Linked DNA regions of Zea mays: all the other regions are linked to region 3. Evidence: chromatin contacts called from public Hi-C data. All regions are on one chromosome and are shown on one strand. Each heading gives the region's core, a stretch centred on a gene start, on an enhancer-like site or on the middle of the called end of the contact. The rest is flanking DNA. Distances are from core to core; before and after follow the strand shown.

What was found. A called contact is a pair of places that touch in the nucleus more often than the background predicts.
Region 1: a Hi-C map of leaf shows a contact between it and region 3, with 5 times the contacts expected there. The contact joins the promoter of LOC103638144 here to the promoter of LOC100278286 in region 3. A contact is called at or near these places in 4 of 25 Hi-C or Micro-C datasets (bundle sheath, ear, endosperm and 1 more).
Region 2: a contact with region 3 is called in a Hi-C map of tassel, with 3 times the contacts expected there. The contact joins the promoter of LOC103638140 here to the promoter of LOC100278286 in region 3. A contact is called at or near these places in 8 of 25 Hi-C or Micro-C datasets (bundle sheath, ear, endosperm and 3 more).
Region 4: a contact with region 3 is called in a Hi-C map of tassel, with 3 times the contacts expected there. The contact joins the promoter of LOC103638146 here to the promoter of LOC100278286 in region 3. A contact is called at or near these places in 2 of 25 Hi-C or Micro-C datasets (ear and tassel).
Region 5: a contact with region 3 is called in a Hi-C map of leaf mesophyll, with 6 times the contacts expected there. The contact joins the promoter of LOC100279811 here to the promoter of LOC100278286 in region 3. A contact is called at or near these places in 10 of 25 Hi-C or Micro-C datasets (bundle sheath, ear, endosperm and 3 more).

The regions. Positions count from the first base shown.
Region 1 is chr9:26,403,741-26,408,404 of Zm-B73-REFERENCE-NAM-5.0, forward strand. LOC103638144 (SPX domain-containing membrane protein OsI_21475) reads right to left here and starts at 2,560. Exons shown (of 11, transcript XM_008661125.4): 1 at 2,278-2,560; 2 at 868-940; 3 at 84-204. The coding sequence starts at 920. LOC100382384 reads right to left here. Exons shown (of 3, transcript NM_001175129.1): 3 at 4,557-4,664.
Region 2 is chr9:26,082,420-26,086,973 of Zm-B73-REFERENCE-NAM-5.0, forward strand. It overlaps LOC103638140 (serine/threonine-protein phosphatase 2A 65 kDa regulatory subunit A), which reads right to left and starts at 2,737. Exons shown (of 13, transcript NM_001347218.1): 1 at 2,590-2,737; 2 at 28-438. The coding sequence starts at 420. It overlaps LOC100273408 (AAA-type ATPase family protein), which reads right to left. Exons shown (of 13, transcript NM_001147845.1): 11 at 4,511-4,546; 12 at 4,327-4,427; 13 at 3,777-4,127. The coding sequence ends at 4,011.
Region 3 is chr9:25,423,649-25,428,177 of Zm-B73-REFERENCE-NAM-5.0, forward strand. LOC100278286 reads left to right here and starts at 1,985. Exons shown (of 1, transcript NM_001151609.1): 1 at 1,985-2,802. The coding sequence starts at 2,033. The coding sequence ends at 2,569. LOC100281713 reads right to left here. Exons shown (of 14, transcript NM_001368085.1): 10 at 4,201-4,283; 11 at 3,992-4,083; 12 at 3,595-3,701; 13 at 3,333-3,396; 14 at 2,809-3,255. The coding sequence ends at 3,115.
Region 4 is chr9:26,422,052-26,426,985 of Zm-B73-REFERENCE-NAM-5.0, forward strand. It overlaps LOC103638146 (short-chain dehydrogenase TIC 32, chloroplastic-like), which reads right to left and starts at 3,461. Exons shown (of 5, transcript NM_001346975.1): 1 at 2,884-3,461; 2 at 2,495-2,737; 3 at 2,201-2,370; 4 at 2,007-2,053; 5 at 1,299-1,872. The coding sequence starts at 3,233. The coding sequence ends at 1,597.
Region 5 is chr9:25,980,371-25,985,033 of Zm-B73-REFERENCE-NAM-5.0, forward strand. It overlaps LOC100279811 (putative leucine-rich repeat receptor-like protein kinase family protein), which reads right to left and starts at 2,043. Exons shown (of 26, transcript NM_001360998.1): 1 at 1,515-2,043; 2 at 1,048-1,119; 3 at 739-810; 4 at 564-635; 5 at 208-279; 6 at 1-10. The coding sequence starts at 1,744.

The DNA of each region.
Region 1 (4,664 bases), core at 1,310-3,809, 980 kb after region 3:
AGAGAAGCTAAAGTCTGCAAGTTAAAGCAGGTCAGGGAGTTTGAACTGATGACTCTGCACATATTTCTATTTAATAGCATTACCTGATCATCAAGCATCTTCGAGAAATCCTTCAGAACCCGACGACGATCTTTTTCCCCCTGCTGGAGCTGCTGGCCATACTGTTTAACTTTCTTCTTCATCAACTTGTAATTGATATAATATCTGAAAACATTGACATGGAGACAACAGTCAAGCTTTGTAACTAACGATGCTAGCATGAAAACTTTTACATTGAAGGCCCATCTAAATGCACTAGAGGCTAGAGCTAATAGTTAGTTGACTAAAAAGTTGCTAGTGGAATTAGCTAACTAATAAATAGTTGGCTAACTATTAGTTAGATTGAACCAGCTAATAACTAATGGTTAGTTCATGGTGTAGCTAATAGTTAGTTGGACTATTAGCTGAGGTGTTTGAATGTCTCCAACTAAAAATAGCTAATAGCTAAACTATTAGTTGGGTTATTTGGATGTCTTCAGTTAATTTTAGCAGCTAACTATTTGCTCTAGTGCATTCAAACAGGGTCTGAGTAATACTAAACAAATACTACTAAACAGAGATTAACAAAGCACGACGTGTCAAAACTACAAACAGCATGGCCACAAATGACATTACAAGGCAATCAAGGTTGACCAATGTCAATGCTCATTACCAGGTTATCAATTTGTTCAGTAAATGCACGTAAGATTTTTTTTTTTAAAAAAAAGAACAGGTAAGCCACTGAATGAATTGGAAGTTGATGCTATTCAGAGAACCCATAACTTTATAGTAATATAGATTGGTTCACTGTAAAGTATAAGCAGAATCTTATACAGATGTGAACAGTACCCTTTCCATTCTGGAATTTGATCTGCCATCAATTTCTTCCCGAAGTTAACCATCTTGATTTTTAAATACTGATCTGCCAATGAAAGTAGCATTGTGTCAGCATCGGAAACGGACAGAGAAAAAGACACATCAATGATAGTTGCTGTGATGTGAGTGCCATAAAAAGAAATAAAAATGTCACCGAGCAAGGTTCTCTCTCTGGACATATGTTTTCAGTTTAGCGTAAAGTCAGCTGTAAAACTCAGTACCGCTTTACATGGGACAAAGCAACATAAGCTACAAATAATCACACGACAACACGAGTACAATCCATCTTGAGATGATCTAATCTGTGCACGCTACTCCACGTGCGAAGAACCTAAAGCACCGTATATGTCTCTAGCAATAGAGCACTCAGAGACCATTACTGGCCACGACAAGGCAAGGCACAGCCACAGACTTATTATCTACTAGTCCTTTTGAAGAGAGAAGCAGCTCCAGAGAACCACAAATAAACTTTGGTACCCGCAACTTGATTTTTCGTGTCACAATCTCTCGGGGCAAAAGACGACGACAGGTCGCCAAAGTTCATTTTGTGTTACCCAATGACAACTTGCCAACCAATCATGCGGTGGATTGCCCATTTAATACTGTTCTTCGCATCAACTTGTGATGCACATGCAGCTGACAGTAGAAGAGTGGGCATAAAGGTCCCGTGCAGCTATATTAAAATCTATAATCTGTAAACCACCCAAAGCATTTCGGGTACAGTGAAGGCTGTAAGTGTCTACAACCTTGAGGGTTGAAGTTGAAGTTGAGGACAGATCTAAATTGGGTCCAAGCTACAGCTCCCACATAATCGCACAGACCCCCCATCCTGAGACATGCCCTACCTTAAAATTCAATGGAAAACCGGAGCGACAGTCGGGGACCTCTCGTAACAGTAAACAACATCCTACCAAAACAAACAAACCTAGGCCCTAAGGTGAGGCCAAGGATAGAGGCGAAAGGACTTGCACAGCGGGTTTCATCAGGTCTGGATCTCGCTCAGACTGAAGGACTGGATTCTGGAGCCGTGTCCTCGCGTCGCGGTAGGGGATGGGATCTCCGTACAACTGTAACCCCAGACCCAACGAATCAAAAAACATCTAACTGTAACACGGGACCAGGCTTCGCTTGCTGTTGTTGGCCCAACACCGCCACTTCGCCGGGAAACCCATGGTATCAGACGACCCAAAGCGCAGAGATCATCCCGAAGGCACTGAATGAATCTCTCCGGGGCGGGGCGGGGCGAACCCATCCGATACGCTGCCCCCTGAACATCAACACTCCCTCCTCAGCGAAGGTCGTTGTCCATCCACCGATGCCCACCGGAACCATGCGCAACCCACCCGCCCCAGACTGAAATACTGAATGAGCGCAACGACGTACCGAAAAGGACGGCGGGCGGCGCTGAAAGGAAGGTGGGAGAGCGGCGCTGAAAGGAAGGTGGGAGAAATCACGGATTCACGGGCGAGTGCGGACGCGGTGAGCCTCGCCGTTACCTACTAGGCGGATCGAGCGGGCGGGGGCGCTAGGCCAGAGGCGGAGAGTGGCAGGGGAAGGGGAGGGGTGGAGGGGGCGCGAGAGCCACGGGATGCGAGTATTTATAGCCGAATAGCCAGGCGAGCGAGCTGGAGCGCTGAACGAGAGAGAGACAGAGGTGGACCGTGGACGCGGGGTGGCTGCAGAGCCGGTAGCCGTGAGCCCCCGGCCGGCGCCCGGCGACTCGGCGAGTGGCGGCACGGGTCGCTGGCGGTGCGCGCGCGTGCGTGCGTTCGCACCGCGAATTGGCCGTTTTTTTTGTAATTTTTGTTACAGCCGTAGCAGTCTAAACCGACGGCTTTAATATGACACGAACAGCCTCTACTGCTGCGGTGCTGCCAAAACGTTTTAACCAAGCACAGACAAAGCCTGGTGTAGTGTTGTGGACGGCCCTCGTACCCCGTACCGTACACGTGGCTGGTGGCGCCGCCCCGTGCTTTGTCGTCGCATGCAGGTGCCGACATGGAGGATGGGTAAACGAGCAGGAGCTGGCGGAGCCTCGAGGCTCGAGCAGCGCGGCGAGGCAGGCCTGGCCTGGCCGCCGCTGCCGACTCGACGGTGGCAGCGGCAGTTCGTCGTCGGCGAGCGGCGAGACGCAGGTGCCGACTTGGAAGGAAGTGGAACGAAGCGGCACGCCGGCACGGACGCGGGACAGCGACACGCAAACGGCGATCGACGACGCGAGCCATGAGTAGTGGTGAGTGGGCATGGAAAACAGGAGAACGTAGACGGTCGATCGGTCAGATGCAGGCGTGACTCGTGAGACACGAACAGGCGGACCGACCCGGTCTGCCTCTAATTAACTAATTTAACCACGCGCGCGCATAGATTAAGTTGCGGTGCGCGGGCGCGGCAGTGCCACCTCCGTCGTGTCGCGTCGCGTCGCATCACAGCGCTGTTGCACTCGATCTCGGCTCGCGACAGGAACCGGATGAGCATGAGCAAAAAGGCATGCATGGGTGGATTGGATGATGGAGCTTTCGGGTTCGGTCGCGATGCCGGCGCGCACGATGCAACAAACGATTGGCGGCCGGGCGGCGTCAAAGAGAAGCAAGGCAGCGTGCCATACGTTTGCTGCTCCCCGCCGACGACGTGTGCTGCTGCTGCTCCTGCGCCGCAGCCTCGGTCCGTGTTGCTCGCCGTGCCGGCCCGGACCCGCAGCGTTCGGCGAGATGGGATCGGATCGGGGCGCCGTACGTGGCCACATGTGGCTGGCTGGCGTCGACTTGGCTGCCTCGCTCTCCGAGTGTCATGTCATGTGGCGATCGAGACCTGGACGGGACGGGACGGCTACTGCCTTGTTTCACGACCTCGCCTAGCTAGTCAGTGACCAGAAAAGTTTACGCGACGAATAAAAAAGAACGCAGGGAGGGAATAACAAAAAGGAGGGCGGGGGACCCATCTCGATGCAAATCATTGCGCTGCCAGGCTCCAATCATTCGGAACCGAGTTTGGAGCACTGCTTGCTGTCTTCTGTCGACACCATGTTGCAATGCTGCTCTCTGGCATGGCATGAAAGGGTGCACCCATGCTGTTAGTCTGTGCGCTATATTTGCTCTTAAGCACATGATGGAACGCCCATGAGATAGATCCTGACTTTTCCTTTAAACACGTGCTCGATTGAGGAGGGCCATCTAAAGAACAGTTTAGCGGGGAGTCCGATCCTTGACGTAAGACATGCATGAACCCAACTTGTAACTGTCAGTTTCATTGTCATTCACATGGCAGCTAAACTGTTTTTTTTGGTGATTAATTCCAGCTGAGCCACCAAGACCATGTCTGCTGTTTTTGTCAAACTTGCCAGCAACTCATTTCCATTCTTCTGTATTCTTATATCCCCTGTCGACGGTCTCACATATTTTTTTAAAAAAAATTCCAAACCTGACAGCAAGGCATTTTCTCAACACCGCTGTCATTTCTGGTTTCAGTGAGTTGCTACTGAGATCAAAATATTAACCATCCACTGAGAAAAACGCTCCTGCTGATTCCGCAGCTCATATAAGTTGTCAGCTCCACAAAAGGACCACGAGACAAAGGGAAAAAGATCCACCCTATCGTAATAGGTATCGCGTGACACTTAGTATCAGCTTTCAAGGAGTAAAATGAGCGTCCAAATGCATCGCGATGCTGCAAACTGAATTTATCATTGCGTGTGACTTCGAAGCGTCAAGCATCCTTTGTTCAGGCCAACGACATCTCAGTTAAAAAGAGGACATAACTGTGGAGCATTTCAA
Region 2 (4,554 bases), core at 1,487-3,986, 660 kb after region 3:
AATACTTTACATAAATGAGCCTCTTACCTTTACTACTGGAATGAACCAGTCGACTATGTCAGTTTCCTTCATTTGTGCACCAATACGGCACAGAGATTCAACTGCCTTATCACGGACACAAGTTTCTTCTACTGTACACAATGTTTCCAAAGGGGGAAGCAAAACATGAGCATGTTCTACACCCCCAACATAAGGAATGAACACACCCAATTCCTCAGCCATTGCAAGAAGCACCTCATCTTCATCGTCATTGTTTTCACTAAGAAAGGGAATCAGCTCCTTCCTGGTTCTTTCTTCTCCAAGAGCCCGTGCAATTGTCGAAAGTCTTCTAATGGAGTTTAGACGCAACTGGATGTCCTCATTCTTAAGCTCATCAATCAGTACAGCAATTGGGTACAGAGGCTCATCAATCATAGCCATCAGGTATATCAAGGATTGCTGAATTGGTAAATGAGGACACAGCATTAGAAGCTTTGTAATTATATAAATTCCCAAGAAAAAAAAACTTTAACACAACTTTGGCTGCATAAGAGCATCTCCAACAATATGGCTCGAAACACTACTGTTATGGTCGCTAGATCGGTGAGGGATTGGAGAGGGGGTATCGATGGGCAGGAATGTCGGCCGGGGGCCTCTACCCACGGCCGAGCAAGAGGAGGGTTTCTCCCTTCTAATTCTTGTCTGCTTTATTTCTCATCCATTGATTACATAAATAGGCCGGTTGGCTGCCCCTATCTAGCTAGAGATCCTTATCTCCTAAAAACTCTCAACAAACTATTAACTGATAACCTTCCTAGATAATCTCAACTAATCTTCTAATCTTATCTCTAACTATCCTTATCTAATCCCCCTTAGGGCCCATGGCTGCTGCTACCGCAGCCCCTCTGTGGGCCTCCTTAGGTCCTGACAACTACCCCAAAAATTAAAATGCTACATCATTTAAAGTATTTAGGGCACTAACAACAACTTGGACTCCAACAGTTAAGCCCTAAATCATATATTTTAGTAAATAAATTACATTACATTATTAGGAAAGAAAAGATTAAGGATAGGACGTGAAAGGGCCTCTAGCTGAGTTGGTTAGGTGGTCTGAGTAGCACTCCTCAGGTCCTGGGTTCGACTCCCCCGTGGGAGCGAATTTCAGGTTGTGGTTAAAAAAATCCCCTCGTTTGTCCCACGCCAAAGCACAGGTCTAGGGCTCAGCCCCGGCCGTGGTCGTTCTCACATGGGCTTCGATGCCGCTGTGTATGGGTGGGGCAAGGGTTCGGGGGTTTTCTCGACCTGTGTGAGAAGGTCTTCTTAATACAATGCCCGGGGGCTGTCTTACCCCCCGCAGGTCGAGTTTTAAGATTAAGGATAGGACACTAATCTGGGGTGTAATATATTTGGGTCACTTCATGGTGTGCCCTATATTTTTTCGTAAAAGATTGTAAAATAGGCACTGTTGGAGCTGTTTTTATGAGTTGAGCCCTATATTTCAAAATAGTGCACTGATTTAAGGCACCGTTAGAGATGCTCTAGACAAATAGAAGCAGAATAGAAACAAACGTTTGGTTAAAATATACAAAAAAAAAGATCTCTGATGCCATAACCAAAGAAATAGATGCACCAAACTATTGCAAACTTATATAACTAAAAGTTCCCTGGGATTGGCTTTCTTGAACAACACAAGAATACTACTGTCATACACATGATCCAAATAAAATTAACAAATTCATGTTGACAAGTAGAACATCACAGATTACTTCGAAGAGTCAAATATTCCATAACATCATCTATGGAGGTGAGTCTCAACTACCCAATTAAAAATGACATGGCCTTCAGTTCAAACGATAATAATTGGTTGATCCAGCAAAAAAAAAAAATGCCCCGCAAAGATGCCTATTAAATATGGTTCCAGGAAAGAAACAACATCACTTGGCATCCGAGCATTCTGAGAAATTGAATCAAGTTCAGGCAAATGCTCCAAGTAAAATTTGGCATGAATTGATCTGGTCGTTTGGGGTCCCCAGGGGGTTCTATTTATAGATTTCCTCTTGTTTGTTTGCTTTTCATTCTCACTCAGGCGGCATGGAGAAGATGTTTCTGAAATCTGATCTATGTAACGACATATTCAGCTCCAGAATTAAATTTGCACGTTCGCGGATCCTGAATAAATGAGCGAATTTCGATACGACGAAACGAGGTGAATAGCTGATGCGCACAACGAGACGGGCAACAGACGCCACACGCGATCTACTCATCTACGACACACCACGAGCAACGGTTGATCCAAATCACTAGCTACCGACGTACCTAGCAACCAACGCCACACAGCCTCCGATCCGCGAGAAGAGAACTCAGACTAGGGCGTCGCAATCATTACAAAACCAGCGCAATCGACCAAACAACAGCCCAGATCTAGGAGGGGAACCACACGTGAACGCGCGAATGAAGAAGGCCTGAGCTCCAGACCGACGACGGTAGCAGCGGCGGCGGTATTGAGGGTGCGGGCGTGGCGATCGGAGGTGGTCGAGCGAGCGGGGTGAGGGGCGCAGATCTAGCTGTGGAAGGAGGGGGAGGGAGAAGAGGAGCAGGATCTGAACTGACCTCGCGGGGTCTGGATCGGGCTCTTGCCCGGCTGCTTCGCCGACGGCGTGGGGGTCCGGAGAGGGGGCAGGGTAGGAACGCCCGAGGCGTCGCCGCTGAGAGAAGGGGGCGGGGCGAGGAGCGAGCTGGCGCTGCAGAATGCGACGGGGGAGGAGGGGACGCAGTGGATGTCGAGGCCTGTGGGGCGTGCGAAGTGGGCCTGGGCCTGAAAGGGCGGTCGACCCGTTCTCAGATACGATCCGCTCTTGTTAGTCCTATGGACGGGAGGGAGACTTCGCTTGGGGTTGGAGCCCAGGAAAAACTCAGGCGGCATGGAGGCCCAGCACCCGTCTCACTGGCAAAGTGGCAATACGCAGAGGCGGCAGAGCACTGCGCGTCGAGCAGTGCCTGCATCTCGCCACGTTTAGCTTCTTGAGTTGCAGGACAAGGGGCCATGTCCAATGATTATTTTTGCACTGTAGACAGACTACTGTTTATAGAGTAGAGGCGAAATAGAAGATGAGTAAACTGCTAGAAATAGCCTAATCTGCGTTTGGTAGCACACCTAAACACCCTTTCAACCCCCTCCCCCACAACAATTTGGACACAAACGTGTCCGCACCCGTCATTATTGGGGTTTGCCTAGGGGCTGGAGCAACAAATCGGCCGACAGCCGGCTCCGTGCCTCAAGCTTGCAGCGACACCACCCTAAATTTCAACTGTTTGTTAAAATATATACGAGTCATTAAGCATGTAGGTTTTGTGTTTGTCTTTTTACACAACGACGATACTTCGATTTCGCCCTCGGCGGCCCAGAGCAGCTATGGGCTAATAATAACACATATACGAGTCATTAAGCATGTAGGTTTTGTGTTTCTTTTTACACAACGACGATACTTCGATTTCGCCCTCGGCGGCCCAGAGCAGCTATGGGCTAATAATAACACATATACGAGTCATTAAGCATGTAGGTTTTGTGTTTCTTTTTACACAACGACCGGCTTGTTCGCTGCGGCTTGCTGCGGCTGCAATCCGGCTGCGGCTGCGGCTTCTACAGTATTTTTCTCTCTATGGATTGCAGCTGCAGCAGTCCAAACAGCTGCAACAGTGTCGGCTTGCAGCCTGCCGAACACGCCCGACGATACTTCGATTTCGCCCTCGGCGGCCCAGAGCAGCTATAGGCTAATAATAACACACACTAGAGGTTTGTTTTTTTAAATAACTTGGGCAGCGGCATTTCAATGGGTATACATATAGGGCTGTTCCCAGCATTATATTGTACCTTCTGCTTCTGTTGAAGACGCGCTGTCCAGACTGAGGACGCATCGATGGCCGATGGGCGCGTGTGTGTGTGTAAGCCACCATGTGTGTGTGAGACATAAATCATGTACATCTGGAAATAGGGCCGCTTGATCATCATCATCAGGCAGCGCGCGTCTCCGTCAGCTCGAACCGAATTCCTCGTTCCAGTTCTCCAGCTCGTCCCATTTGCTCTTCTGCAAGCTTGGCCTGATCACCGTCATCGCGTTCTTGAAGTCCTCGTACCTCAAAGGTCGCAGCTGGAGATACGAGATTAGAAACCGAGGGTTAAGTGCTTCGTACACTGACATTCCAAAGTTTCGCTGGGAAACAACCACTTATGTAGGGTATGTTATCTGTAAAGATACTACAGCTAGAAGTCCATTTAAGCTTCTGTTTTAACAGTGAAAAAAACTCAGAACGAGTGAACTTTATGTTCAGACTGTTTAAAACCCGTACCTGATTTGCTTTGATAGTAAGAATATTTTGTGGACCGAGCTCTCTTATTGGCATCATTGCAGCTTCTTCACACAAGGCTCTCAGGTCACTTCCAGAATACCCTACAAACAAAACCGTCAGGAACCAGGACCACATAGCCCATGTTTTCAGAACAGCCATACATACTCGAAAGGAAACACAATACCTTCGGTCTCCACAGCAAGTCTTTCAAAATCATGGTCTGTCAGG
Region 3 (4,529 bases), core at 735-3,234:
AGTGAATGAATTCTGATCACTCTGTACTATCTGCTTCCCTTTCCAGTCAGAAAGAAGGCAACATGGGTGGGCCAAACGGGCCACCGTCCACCCTAAGATTTGGCCCAAAGTTTAAGAACACTACATATCTTTGGCGTGGAACCTCAGCAATTAGCCGTACATCTTCGACAACCCGCCGCGCTGTTTCTCCAACCCGTCATCGAGGCCCATCGCTAAGCCCAGCACCCAGCCTGCAATTCTCTCCACCTTTTAACACGGTGTTTGGTCCGGGCCTATTTTGGTCTATAACCATTCCCGCCACACTTCAACACCATTGTTTTTGTTTGGTTTGTACGGCTAGCAACCGGGAGCGCCAGCCGCCATGGGAGTTGGCTCTGGTCCATAGCATCTCGTTTGGGCAAATACCTGCTTTGCCCTTGAGGGGTCTCACATCTCTATATAAAGAACCTGTACACCCCTCATAATACAGAGATTAGAAAGAGGCCAGAGGCCCAACCCTATATCATGTGTCTCGTGTGTTTCCTCTGTCGTACTTATGGGAAGGGAGACGGGTTCTCTACAGCTTCTTGCGCCTCTACTGTTGACGGGAGGGAAGGGAGCGGATCTGGTGATCCGTGGTAACATAGTTCTTAACACGTTATCAGCACGCTCTACCGGTAGTGGTAATGGAAATGGAACTTATTGCACCTGCTATCCTTTATTGTAAACGGTTACCGGTCTATGTTTGGTTGCAGCGTGGGATCAAAAAGAAGGATTGGAATTGGCTAACAATCAAAAGGCAACGGTAATGATTTTGAATTGGCTGGTATTGCATCCCACTGCAATCCTTTATGGTATAGTCTAATCAAACATAAAGCAATGGTAATAGATTACTCTGTTAACTGATTACGGCACTAAATCAACGTACCAAACAGCACCATAGTATTTCGTTACAGATTAATTCCATTTCGGTTTGCGTTTACTATAACTCCAACCAAACAGACCCTAAGTTTACATCAGGGCTAGTTTGGGAATCTAAATGCCGGAGGGTATTAGAGGGACTAAAATTTCCTTCTTATATAATTTTAAATAAGGAGAGAATTTTAGTCCCTCTAATCCCCTCCGATTTTTTGGTTCCCAAACTAGTCCTCAAGGAATCACTGCACATCCATGCCGTCGTCACATCAAAGACGCTCAATCTCGGTGAGTTTGTAGGTTATATCAACCAAACATGCCTAAGTTTACATCAACGATTTTTTATACTTTTTTATTCCAAATTCAAATGCTTGAAATTGAATGGGCCAGTTAGGTGTTGTCACTTAAAAAAATTGACATTACGGAAAAAGAAGAATTACCGAGAAAGAAATTATTTTAACGGGTTATTCATTCTAAAAAATAGACATCATCATAGGAAATAAAACGAACAAACTCAATCATTCAGTCATTTCATTTTTTTAGCCCCAGCTACTCATAAGAATTACTGAGTGCCATAATTGTATGCATTCTCTGCCAAAAAAAATGTCCCCTCAATGCTTGCACTAGAGTAGCCTTATGCACCTCTCTCTATACAGTCCGCCCTTGAATATTTGTCGCCGTGACAAATAAAAAAAGAAAACAGTGGGAGTAATTGACTGCCAGGCGATGAAAGCGAAGTCTACAATAGTGACTTCATCATTGCAATCATTTAAGTCATCTGAAGGAAACGAGGCATAGGTATTTATACCGAGAATTGACTCGGCAAACAACCTGGCAAACTAAAACTAAATCCTTACAGGATTCTATACCTATCGATCTAATCTGAACTTAACTGAAACGTGATAAATCTGAAAGAAACTCTGCAGCAGACAAGTTTGTTGCTACAACTACGGACCTGCTTAGGAGTCCGCACGATATTGAGGCGTACGGAGTATGTCCGAGCAGGAATCCAAACCAGGTTAACAAACTATAGCTATGGGCGTCCATATATGCATATATAAACGCTGCCTGCCGCCTGCGTCTCATCCTCGACCAAAACCAATCGACATCGAACTCGAACAGGCTCGAGAAAGCGGCGATGGAGAGCCTCGTCGCCATGATGGCCTTCTGCGAGGCACCGTTCGACGGCACCTCGCCTGCGTCCTCGCTTGCCGCCGGGAACAGCTCATCTTCGACCAACGTCCCCAAGGCTGGCGGGTATGGCATGGCGTCGTCGAGGCTGGCGTTGCTGGCCGCGAAGTGGCCGATGGAGAGGCTCGCGGCCATGGTGGCCTTCTGCGAGGCGCCGTTCGACGGCACAAGGTCCCCGTCGTCAGGTGCCGCCGGAGGCCGCGCCTGCGCAACGAACGTCCCCGAGGCCGGAGCCGGCGGAGACGTGGCGTCATCGGCACAGGCGAGGCTGGCCGCAGCCGCGAAGAAGCGGCCGGTGGAGAGGCTCGTGGCCGCGATGGCCTTCTGCGAGGCGCCGTTCGACGGCACCTTCGATGGCACCTCGGCTCCGTCGTCGGATGCCGCAAGTGACGTTGAAGATACGGCGGCGTTGAGGCGGCCGTGGCTGGCCGACGCCAAAGAACTAGAACGAGCGGCGATTGCGGCTGTTGCGCGTGAAGGTTAGGACCGTCGTTCATGGGCTCGCATCGCATTGGAGTCACCGAGTCAGCAAGGACTAATGTTCTTTTCTAGCAATAGAACCCCCCAACTACATGGAACATTGGGATACGATACCCTCTTTCCTGGACATGCACAACAGCAAGAACTGCATCCCGGTTCAGTACTGCCATTGGATCGAACAGTAGCAAATGTAGGTGTACAGTGTACTGGAAATTTGCAGAAATTTGTTCAAATCAATCATCTGAGTATTCAAAGAGTCAGTTCTTCAACTGCCTTGCCTTTAAATCAATTTCATGCTCTTGAGACACTACAACTGTTCCACGAAACCGAGTAGAATTTCAATGAAAAATAAAGAAATCAAGAGAACCGTTCCTAACAACAGTTGCATGCATACGTTTGCGTTTCCCTGTGGAAGGCACATCATAACTTACTCTTTTCTTTGACGAAAAAGAATAAATCGCTTGCACTGTTGCGACAAGTTCAGATTTTCATTGCACGGAAGCTCCAAAATTCTGCCAGAAGGTATCAGGAAGGCCCAAACTACATGAGCTAGCAGGAGGCCTCGTCTGTTTCTGTGATGTCCGCTTTGCTTTGGGGTTTTGGGGGATAGAGGTCCCACAGCGCAACCGTGGTATCCGCCGAGCAGGAAGCCATGAGCTTGCAGTCAGATGAGAAGGTCACTGCATTGCACTGCGAAGAGGAAGAAAGTATTAACATTAGATGCCTGCAGAAAATACAGAACGCAATCAGATGGACAAGTAGCATACCGAAGCACTGTGATACTTCAACACGGCTAGAGCATTTCCTTTGTTGTAGTTGTACACTCGAATCCTGCAAGGTTAAAACCACCGAAAAGGTCACAGATGCAACAACAACAACAACTAGAAGGGATGACATTGGGCATCCAGGATCACCCGAACCACATTAACATTGAATTTAATTACTGACACACAAGTCCAAAATCCATCAGAAATGGGTTAGATTGCTACAACTAGTAAACAGTTAAAAAACATGAAAACAGAGAAAAACCTGTGATCCCAGCCAGCGGTTGCAGCGATCTTGTTGTCTGGACGAATTGCTGTGCCAGCAATACCCGGTCGCTCGAGTTCTATTTCTTTCCTAAGAATAAATGTGCCCTGCAACCGGAAGGAAATATCGTATCAACAAAACGAGGCAACAGGCCAAACACTTCCAAGCACTCCTACGGAATAAAAACACTACATCTTCAAATCAAGAAGATGTTTGTGATGAGCTGCAAAACCTTTTAATTATTAACACCAGAATAGCGACACAGTAACATGGTCTATATGCCATTAACAAACCTTGTATAAAGTCTAACACATAGCACACAGTGTTGCACATTCATTTGATACAGAAAAATTAATCGATGCGTAAATCTTCCATGACAGAACAGAGATAAGCAAACCTTTGGATGGTCGAGCGTGAACATGACTACTTTATCATCAGCACCTCCTGAGATTCCACCATTGCAAAATCCATCAATAGCAATGGATAAAGCTGCACACCTGTAACTTGTTAGATCATGCCTTGTTTCATTCCATCAAAGGAATATAAATGTAACTATTATTGAAAAATATAAGTTGAATGAAAAACTAAGAGGGAGCTGCATGAGACCTGATTCTGAATGATACTTCACTGAAGATAAAGGTAATCCAGGCTTTCGTACATCCCACCAAAGAGTGCTTCCATCTTCATAACTAGTTTCAATAAATCCAGAGCTTTGTTACTACTTACTAACCCATTATGTAAACTGGAAATGCTAGTATACTTCAGTGGGAACAATCAAACTAATGTTTAGCAAGATATACAATAAGAAATGATTGGAGAAGATTTCTCGTGAATAATATGTGATGTGATTCTTTCTTAGATTAAGTACTTAGCTAGCAGACATGAATGTATAAAAAAATGTGGTTACATTAGCGATCAAGGTGCCGTATTTAGGG
Region 4 (4,934 bases), core at 2,211-4,710, 1.0 Mb after region 3:
AGTGTCAACCATTGCCAAATTGGCGGCAGCTGGCCTATGGTGGAGCTTGAGCTGCAAGCATGCATGTAGGGATGAAAACGGTTTCGGAATTTTTCGGTATTCCGGAAACCGATTTCGAAATTTTTCGGTCGGATTCCTCGGTAACGGTATTTTTCGAAAACGGAATCGGTTTTCGAAATTTTCTATCGGAATCGGTATCGGAATCGGAAATTACCGGATTTGTGTCTCGGAATTTTCCGGAATTGTACCTCGGAATTTTTTGGAATTGTGTCTCGGAATTTTCCAGCATGTGATTTTTCGCATCGCCTGTACGTCTCTAGATAAGGATTACTTATTTTGTATTTTTTGGACACCTTTAGATTTTTTTGGATAGATGGTTTTGTAAGGCAGTTGAGATTAACGATTTGATCTTTTCCACACACTAGGTTTTAGGGTTTTCCTGTGAGGTTGTGAAAAACTTTTTATGTGAGGAAAAAATATTTCATAAGTAAGCATGCCATGTCAGCTAGATCGAGTGGATATTGTGAATTGTGAACTTTGAGTCTATGAACTTGTGATCTTTATGAACTTGTTATACTGTAAACTTTGTTATATTGTGAACTTGTGATCTTTGTACACTTTTTATATTATAAATTTGTGATCCTTGTGAACTTTTTATATTATGAACTTGTTATATCATAAATTGTGAACTTGTGGTCTTTGTGATCTTTTGTCAAATTTGTTGTATTATGAAGTTTGATATATTTACCGATTGTATTTTAGATTCCGACCGTTACCGGTGTATTTTCCGCACCAAACTTTCGTTTCCGATGTTTCCGAAATACCGATATCGTTTCCGTTTCCGGAGTTACCGTTTTCGATTTTGTTTCCGATAAAAAATATGAAAACGGTAATGGTTTTAGTGTTTACCGACCGTTTCCGACCGTTTTCATCCCTACATGCATGCATGTTTAACCTTAGCTTCTTTGTTCTTCCCCTTTGCTGCTACCTTTATCCATTCACCCGTGCCGCCGCCGTGCATAAACTCAGCAAACTGCTCCTGTTGTCGCTGAGGACCAAATCCATGGTCCCTCTTCTTTCTTTTTTTTCCTTCAGCTAGAAACAAGCCATCTATCTGATGCCAGTGCCAGGCATGATTGGAGATGACGTGCAAATAGTGAAGCCCACTACTGCAAGCGGCCAAAGGGAGAGTATCTAGTGCATGCGATTGGATGGAATCATTGTCCTTGGCTAGTGGAGTTGAAAACCTTGCTCTTAGTGTTAATCTAATCTAGTGCAAGTGCAACGCATGGACGATAGGGAGAAAACTGTGCTGAGGTGCATTTTTAACTGGATGATTCATATATATTACAGGTAGTCATAAGGCTACGTACACTGGATTATATTGTAAGGCATACACTACCATTTGCTTTTCTTTTTCTGTTCTAGTGTTCTGTATATACTCTACTATACATCACTAGCTTAATTACTGACTATCTGCTCTGGTTTTCATTTCCGAGACTGATACTACCTGTCCACGTTTTAGGATGTGTGACCTGACCAGGGGCACACACACACACATCGGGCGGCGATCAAAACTTGCGGATCTGTAGGCCGCTACGCCGCGAGGGCCATGGCGCGGTCCGCGTCGGAGCTCTGATGAGCTTGGGGCCGGAGTAGTCCCGTGCCGACAGCGACATGGACACCAGTCGTTGTCGTCGTCCTCTGAACCTTCTCTGCCGTTACGTTCTCGGAGAAGGCCCACAGCCTGGCGGCCTCCTCGCAGCTGGCGCCCAGCCTGGACGGCGAGGCCTCGTTGCAGTCGGCGAAGTACTTCCCGGACACTCCGGCCACCGCCGGGTGCGCCGCCACGTAGCACGTCGTCGCGGCCGCCTGGATGGAATGGAGGGACCGGGCTTTTTCGTCATTCCGAGCTCGGATCGGACAGACAAATGGAACAGAGCGGCGTATATATGTGACAGGGGCAGAGGAACGGACGATTCGTCATACGGGTGGCGACTACTGACCTGAGGAATCGTCTTGAGGAGCTTGGACGCCAGGAAGAACACTGTGTCTGCATGCAAGTGAACATGGCATGAGAATGAGGACGTCTTCGTCTTGTTTGTTAGGCAATGGAAGCAACATCTGCTTCTCTGTCGTGCTCAGGGAAAAAGTAGACGAGAAGAACGGAAGAAGGGAAGAGAAAGCGGTGGCGGCGTACTGGTGATGAGGCCGTCGCGGTCGCGGATGAGACGGGTCCGGACGATGCCGGGGTGGACGCAGTTGGCCGTGACGTTGGCGCCCATCTCGCTGAGCCGGTCGGCGAGCGCTCTGGTGTGCAGGACGTTGGCGAGCTTGGACAGCGCGTACGCCCTCGTCGGATCATACGGTCTGTTGCATATATTGGGGTGAGGTCAGCCAGCAGCCAGTCAAGTCAGTCGTCAGAGGCTAGCTGATGAACGAGATGACGGGGAAAAGCGAGCTAGCTAGCACAGCACGGAGCGAGCACACGCACATCTTCCTCCGTGTGACGCGGTCGAGGTAGCCGAGGGCGTCGCCGTCGCCGGGGAACCAGCTGTGGATGGTGGAGGAGACGTTGACGATGCGGCCCTGGACGCCGGTGGCCCGCGCCGTGTCCGCCATCTTGTCCAGCAGCAGCCTGGTGAGCAGGAAGTGGCCCAGGTAGTTGGTGGCGAAGGTCATCTCCACGCCGTCCTCCGACACGGCGAAGCGGTCGGCGTACTTGCCGGCGTTGTTGCTGTACGTACGCACGCACGCACGTGAACCATGTGTCAGTCCATGTAAGTTAGCCGCAGTTGTTGCTGCTGCTGCCTTGGCAGGTGGACTCATTACTGATGGATGCAGCAGCAGCATGAAGAAAGAAAGGTGAACAGGCACACGTACACGAGGAGGTTGAGGGGGAGCCCGAGGTCGAGGAACCGCGCGACGAAGCGGCGCACGGAGGCGAGCGAGCTGAGGTCGAGCGGCAGCACGGCGACGTCGGCGCCCGGGCACTCGGCGCGCACCCGCGCGCGGGCCTCCTCGGCGGCCTTGAGGCTCCGCGCCGGCAGCACCAGCCGCGCGCCGCGCCCGGCCAGCACCCGCGCCGTCTCCGCGCCGATCCCCGACGTGGCGCCCGTGATGATGGCGGTGACGTGGCGCAGGTCGCCGGCCGCGGCCTCCTCGGCGGTCGTCCGCGAGCCGAAGCCGCTCGGCCCCGCCGTGCCGGCCAGGTACCGCAGCGAGGCCAGCATGGTCGTTGGGCCGGCCGATCTGATCGGCCGGTGGCTCGATCGGTGCTAGCCGCTGATGGTGGCGACGACGGTGCCTCGATCGCCGCGCGAGCAGAGCAGAGTTGAGTAGACTAGCCGCTGTAGGATAGATAGGTAGGGAAGGTGGGGTGGAGGACTCTAGAGGAAGGAGACGCAAGGCACGGGGGTATAAATAGCTAGAGCAGTGAGAGGAGAGTGGCGCTAGCTTGCTTTCTTCCTCGCAGGTGCAGGTGGCAGTGACACTGCTGGACGACGCCCCGCTATTCTTCCTTCTAGAAATGAAACTTATTTGCTGGCACGTACGGTACGGGGGCCGGGGAACAATAATACAAGAGCAAGCCTAGCTAGTGGCACCGTCCGTGTCATGGGCTCAACAGCCTACCTGTCAAATCTAGGCCAACAAGCTTTTTATTCTCTGATTTAAAAGTTGTACACGCACGACGCGAAACAAACGCCCGAGAGCTAAGGCCTGCATCGATCGGATGTTGCATCGTCCAGGCAGCGTGCGTACGTACGATCGAGAGCGACGACGATGATGATGTGGACGGCTCGACGACCAACAAAACAACCAACAACACTCGAACGGCCGTCGTCGTCTCAGTTGGCGCCATCGACGACGACCCGTGCGATCCCGGCGTCGCCTTCTGGGTCGATCGATGGGAGGGGAGGGGATGGCCGGCGTGTCCTCAGGACCTCAGCTCGTGCGTGCTCCGTCCCCACGCGCGTCGCCGTCCGGGAAAAAAAAGGCCCCCCCACGCACGCATTAGCGAGTGATGAGTTGGCTCTAATTATTTGAAAATTAAAGAGAGAGAGAGAGAAATTCCTCTTGTGGCCTTAAAAGGACCGCTATCATTTGAACATGATTTGGGCTTGGGTTCAGTTGGGCCTGCACGTTTGTCGAGTTTTAAATAGAAAGGCCCAGTGGTGGTGGGTGGGGGAGCGAGCGGCAGTGTTGGGAGCAGAGCAAAGAGGCGGCTCACGTTTGCGGAAAAAAACAAATTCAAAACGGCCATGCAAAAAGATGGCGGAAAAAAAGAGCTGATGGAGACTGCATCTCAAGAGCAGCAGGCCAGCAGTTATGGTGGGTGGGGGTAGGGGGTCTTTGCATCTGCGCGGAGATTTTGTTCGAGTTGTTTATGCGAGTGTGAGTGGTTCTGTTTTTTTTATTTGTCACGTTTTAGCTTAAAAATAAGCTATCGAGCGATAAATATTTGAGAACGGAACGAGTACTATAAAAAAAGATTTTTTTTAAATAAGCTATAAGAGGGGGGCGTGGTTGTAGTAGTAACAAAAAGAAGTTGGTTGTTCGATGATTGCGTTGTGTTGTTTATGTGCTCTGTATCTTTAATCTCCTCCCTTGATTTCCCAGGTCATGGTTTACTCTTGCGCAAGATCCTGATGAACATCGTGTGAAAATCATGCGGTTGTGTTCGGGTATTTGATTCTGCACTTCGTTCAGACAAAAACACACACACGCACGCACACCTTCCTTCTGGATAAACAAACAGAGACCGGGAGTGAAGTGTACAGCTCCCCATCTTCTCTTGTCCTGCGATCCACTGGCGTTTTTTTCTGCAAGAAAGTCCCATGAAGATCTCCTTGACGCAAAAAGATAGTAGTATCTCCTTACACTAATAATAGGATACGGGTTTTATGCCAAATTATATTCTCATTTTTTTTTTG
Region 5 (4,663 bases), core at 793-3,292, 560 kb after region 3:
CGCCAGATCCCTAATACAAAGAAACAGACGAACATTTCCTTACCAAGACAGCATGATAGGTGGAAAAGAAAGTACACAAAAAGGAAATTCCTTTGGTGTGAGCACTAAAGGTGGGTGAAACAAACAGAACATAAATAACCAAATGTGTCGAACAATCACGAAAGAAGTAAAAGCGTCACGGATGGAGAAAGGTCCCAGGAAGCTCACAAGGTCTTGAGATTTGGAATCTGTGACAGTGTGGAGGGGATGGGTCCGGTGAGTTGGTTGTTCTTCAAAATCCTGTCAAGAAAGGAGATAAAATTGTCACAAAACCAGCAATCATAAAATTGAGTGGAGTAGGTAGCAACTAGCAAGACACAAACCACAGACATGCAAATTTATTGCACCATAAAAAAATGTCAGCATCACACGAGATAATCATGACTGCAGCATATGCAACTGCTTCCCATTTTTACTGTACCCACTAAGTTATATGTGGGATGTAAAAGTGACCATATCTTGAAAAGTCAGAGCTCTTGGTAAAAGGCAGTCAGGAAACAGGAATGGATAGAGCTAGAGCTTACAGGTCCTCAAGTTGCTTGAGCTTAGAGATGGAGAAGGGGATGTCTCCATACAGCAAGTTGCCCGACAAATCCCTGCAGAGACAAGAAAAAACAGAAACCAATTTAAAAATAGCTCATCGACAGCGAAAAGGTGGTAACACTATAAAAGAAGACTTGGCTTGATTTAAGGGCGTACAAATATTTTAAGGAGACGCAATCCCCAATCTCATCTGGGATTTGGCCTGTGAGCTTGTTCAGCTTGAGATCCCTGCACGAGCAAATCATTAGCACACAAATAAACTAATCAGCAAGCCAAATCTAGGATGTGTAGGCTTAAACTAAATAAAATAGTACTAAGGAACTGTGTCACATCATGGCACGAGGGGTCAAATCAGATGAGGTGTAGTAGGATTAATAAAAAACAGAGATGCAGGTCGTATAGTCAAATGCACAAAATCTGAGGCGGATGCAGGAAACTGTACGGTCCTCCGAGCCATCCACTCACACGAACTGTAGGCTCTTGAGCTGCCCTATAGCCGGCGAGATCTCCCCTCCGAGGTTTAGATTTGACAGGTTCCTGTTTTTTCGCACATAAAACAATCTCATCAGAAGATCCTTCTTTTTCTTCCAGCAAACAAATAGAAAACGACCCTTTTACTTATCCCCAACAAAATGAGCATGAAAAACAGAGCGCCATACAGATATGGTGTAGTACTACGCAAGGAGTGTCTTGAGGACAAAACTTCAATGGCCGAAACATGCTTCGATGGCGGAAAAGAAAGAACTAATGATACATGGGGTCCTCTGCTTCTTGTCTCCCCACCACACTCCACTCAAAAAAAAAATCAGTCTTTCCTCGTGATCGAGAACGCAAGAAAAACACGGCAAGAAGCCAAGCGGAGCAACAAATGCAGGGAGCAGGGCGAGAAGATTCTAGAGTACGGGAGGAGAGGTCAAGGAGAGCGCACGCACAGGCCGACGACGGCGAAGGAGGCGGCGTCGCAGGCGACGCCGCGCCAGGCGCAGTGGTCGCGGCCGCCGTCCCAGTCCGCCAGCGCGTTTGCCGCGTTCCGGAACCCCGCCTTGACCGCCATCAGCGCCTGGCCGTCCCCATCGCCCTCCGCTCCTCCTGCTGCCGCCGCAGCCCCCGCAGCCGCAAGAAGCAGCACCGCCACCGCTGCCGCCGACGACCGCGCTGCCATTCCTCCCGCGCGCGAATCCGCAAGAACCTTCCGCAACCGTCGCTTGCTTTTGCTTCCCCCAAAGCCACCGCCTTTCCGGCAACAGCGAAGCCGGGCGGGCCAGGAAGTCCTTGGCAGTGGCTGCTGCGGGCTCACGTCGCAGCTAGCACCGGCGCAAGTGCTTCTGCTGCTGCTGCTCCATTTCAATGCGACGGGCACAAGGAGAGGAAAGGGAGGCAGAGAGGGAGTAGGAGTGCGAGGGGTTCTGCGTGGGATGCGTTTTTCTGGTGGCGCTGGCGATAGCGACGTGACTGTGGTTGCTTTCGGGGGGCAGCCGCTGCTCTGTGCGCAGCGAGGAGAGATAGGGGAAGATCAGAGCATAGCGTTAGCTGTTAGCATAGGGTGGTGGTGGTGGTAGGAGAGAGAAAGAAGCCGGAGGGGGAAGCTGTTAAGGCTGACGGTCCCGGGCCCACCATGTCAGAACTGGGCCCCTGGCAGACGTGTAGCTCGTAGGGGCCCGTGGGCCTTCGTTTTAGTTTTTTTTTTCAAAAATCAAAACCCCTCCAACACCGTTTGGCTTGTTGCGGTCGCGCCTGGGACCTCAATGACACGATAGTCCCACCTTCCGTGGACGCCACCTGTCAGAGACGGAAGCCTGGCCGATCGCACAATCCTGGGCCTACCAGTCAGCGGGGCTAAAGAGCGCGCGTAGAAGGACCCACCCGCCAGTCGGTTGGGATCGTGCCCGGGCGCGGGAACTCTGTGGCCGCCGCGCCGTGGTCCGTCCAGAGCTGCAGCATCTCGCGCTGCGCGTACACTGAACCGTGTGACCACAGGGTCACGCCGCGGCTGTGAGTGTGAGAGCGGCGTCGCGTCGTGCCGGCGCCGGCGCCGGCGTGTCCTCCTCGTCGTGGTGGTGGTGGTCACCGGTCACCACCCACCGGCCGGGCCTGACCACGACCAGCCGTGCAGTGAAGCCGTACGACCCGTCGCCCATGGGCCATGGCCGATGTACGGATGGCTCGTGAAGGGAAATGCTAAGGCCTTGTTTGTTTACATCGGATTGCACCCGGAATTGTTCCGGCTTATCAAAGTTTATATAAATTAGAGAAGCAATCCGGCTTGGAATCGTTCCAACCCACCAATCCGACACAAACGAACAAGGCCTAAAGGATTTATGATTGAGGGGGAGGTGCAAGCAGATGGTCATTCCCTCAATTATTATTGGTTAATTAGTCATGGTTGAAGGACCCAGCTGGCCGGTCTTAGGTTTAGACCACACCATATGCATGCATGTGCTGGTGGCTCCACGGGACTAGTACTACTGCTTGAGTACTAGTTATTATTAGGGTTTGCAGTTCCACAAAGAATTTTTTTTTGTTTTTCTTCTTGACAGGAAGAGAATTAATGCAAAGGGGAGAAGCTAGACGGGTACATTATCAGTTTGATTGGTTGCTGGCATCATTTTATTCTGTATCATCGTGTGCTTTGGCTTTATATGAGCTACTGTTTGGTTAACTGTATACGGGAGACGTGGCCTGGACGAACAGATGAAACATAAGTCATTTCATTTATATCCGCAGAAACGCCTAAAACTGGCGTACCCACACAGCCACCCTCCCGGGAGCTTGCACGGTCGTGCTCAGGTATCCAATCAGACTGTATATTACGGAGTACTCGACTCAAACATCTACTTTTGGTACATCTAACACGCGACAATACATATTTAGGATATTCTCTTTTGGTAAAGATACATATTCTCGTAGAAAACAATTTGTGATAAATTAGACTAGACAACTTTCTAGTTAATAAAATTTTTCTTAAAAGTCCATATAAATGAAAGTATGAATAATAAAACCCGAACTTTCATTAATGTAACACCCAAAATCACATTTTGGTGACTTAAAGAGTTCTCCAAGATCTGAGTATAAAATGACTTCCAATAATAATTTCATTCATTTATGAGGTATATCTATCTAAATTAAATGAATAATAATAGTAAGAGACTGGTATTTTAAAAACTTAGATCCAAAACTTAAAACTAAAAGTTGAAGCAATAAATAAAACAAACATTTTCAATCTATTTATTCCCTTCACAACTTTATGATTAAGGCACTCTTTAAAAATATTGGAATCAAACTAATTCATAGTAAATATTGTATTTTAACTTCTCCTAAACTAAATAAATACTAAAACTTTGAATAAACCCTCAATCTAATTTTTTGCATTCAAAATAATGAAATTCTTTGTGATAAATAATGTGGGAGGCATGTTTGAAGCATTTACCTAAAATAATGGGAATGAAACAATTAATATAATAAGTATATCTATAAAGATATTGCATCTCATGCTGATTTCTTTGTTTGTTGCATTTGTTTTTCATGAACCAAAACTAGATTTGAATTTAAATCAAAATTGAAATTTTGAAATAAAATAAGAAAAGAAAAAAGGAAAAAGAAAAAAAGGAGAAAGGAAACCTTATCGTGGGCCACTTCTGCCCGTACCGGCCCACCTTCCTCCCATGCGCAGCCCACCTCCGTCCTCACGCGATGATAACATGGGGCCGCCGTCCCGCCTCACTGAAAGGGAAATAGGGTTAACCATTTTCTATTATTAATTTGGTGGTTGACGACCAACACAAACACATGGACTAACTACTTTGTCTAGAATTCATGTCTTAGTGCATAAGGTTCAACATAAACCAAGAAATAAATCAAGTTAGGGACACAATTTAATTGGAGCAAAAGGATTGAGTGTGCTGAAAAATGGCGCACCGGACCGTACAGAGTTGAACCAACCACTCTCGGGAAAATAGAGGCGCACTCCGCTATAATTCATCGGACTGTCCGGTGAGCCAGCGGAGCAATAGCTCTCTGCGCCAACGGTCGACTCTGCAAAAGGAACATTACACAACAGTGCCGCGACAGAGTCAGAAGCGCA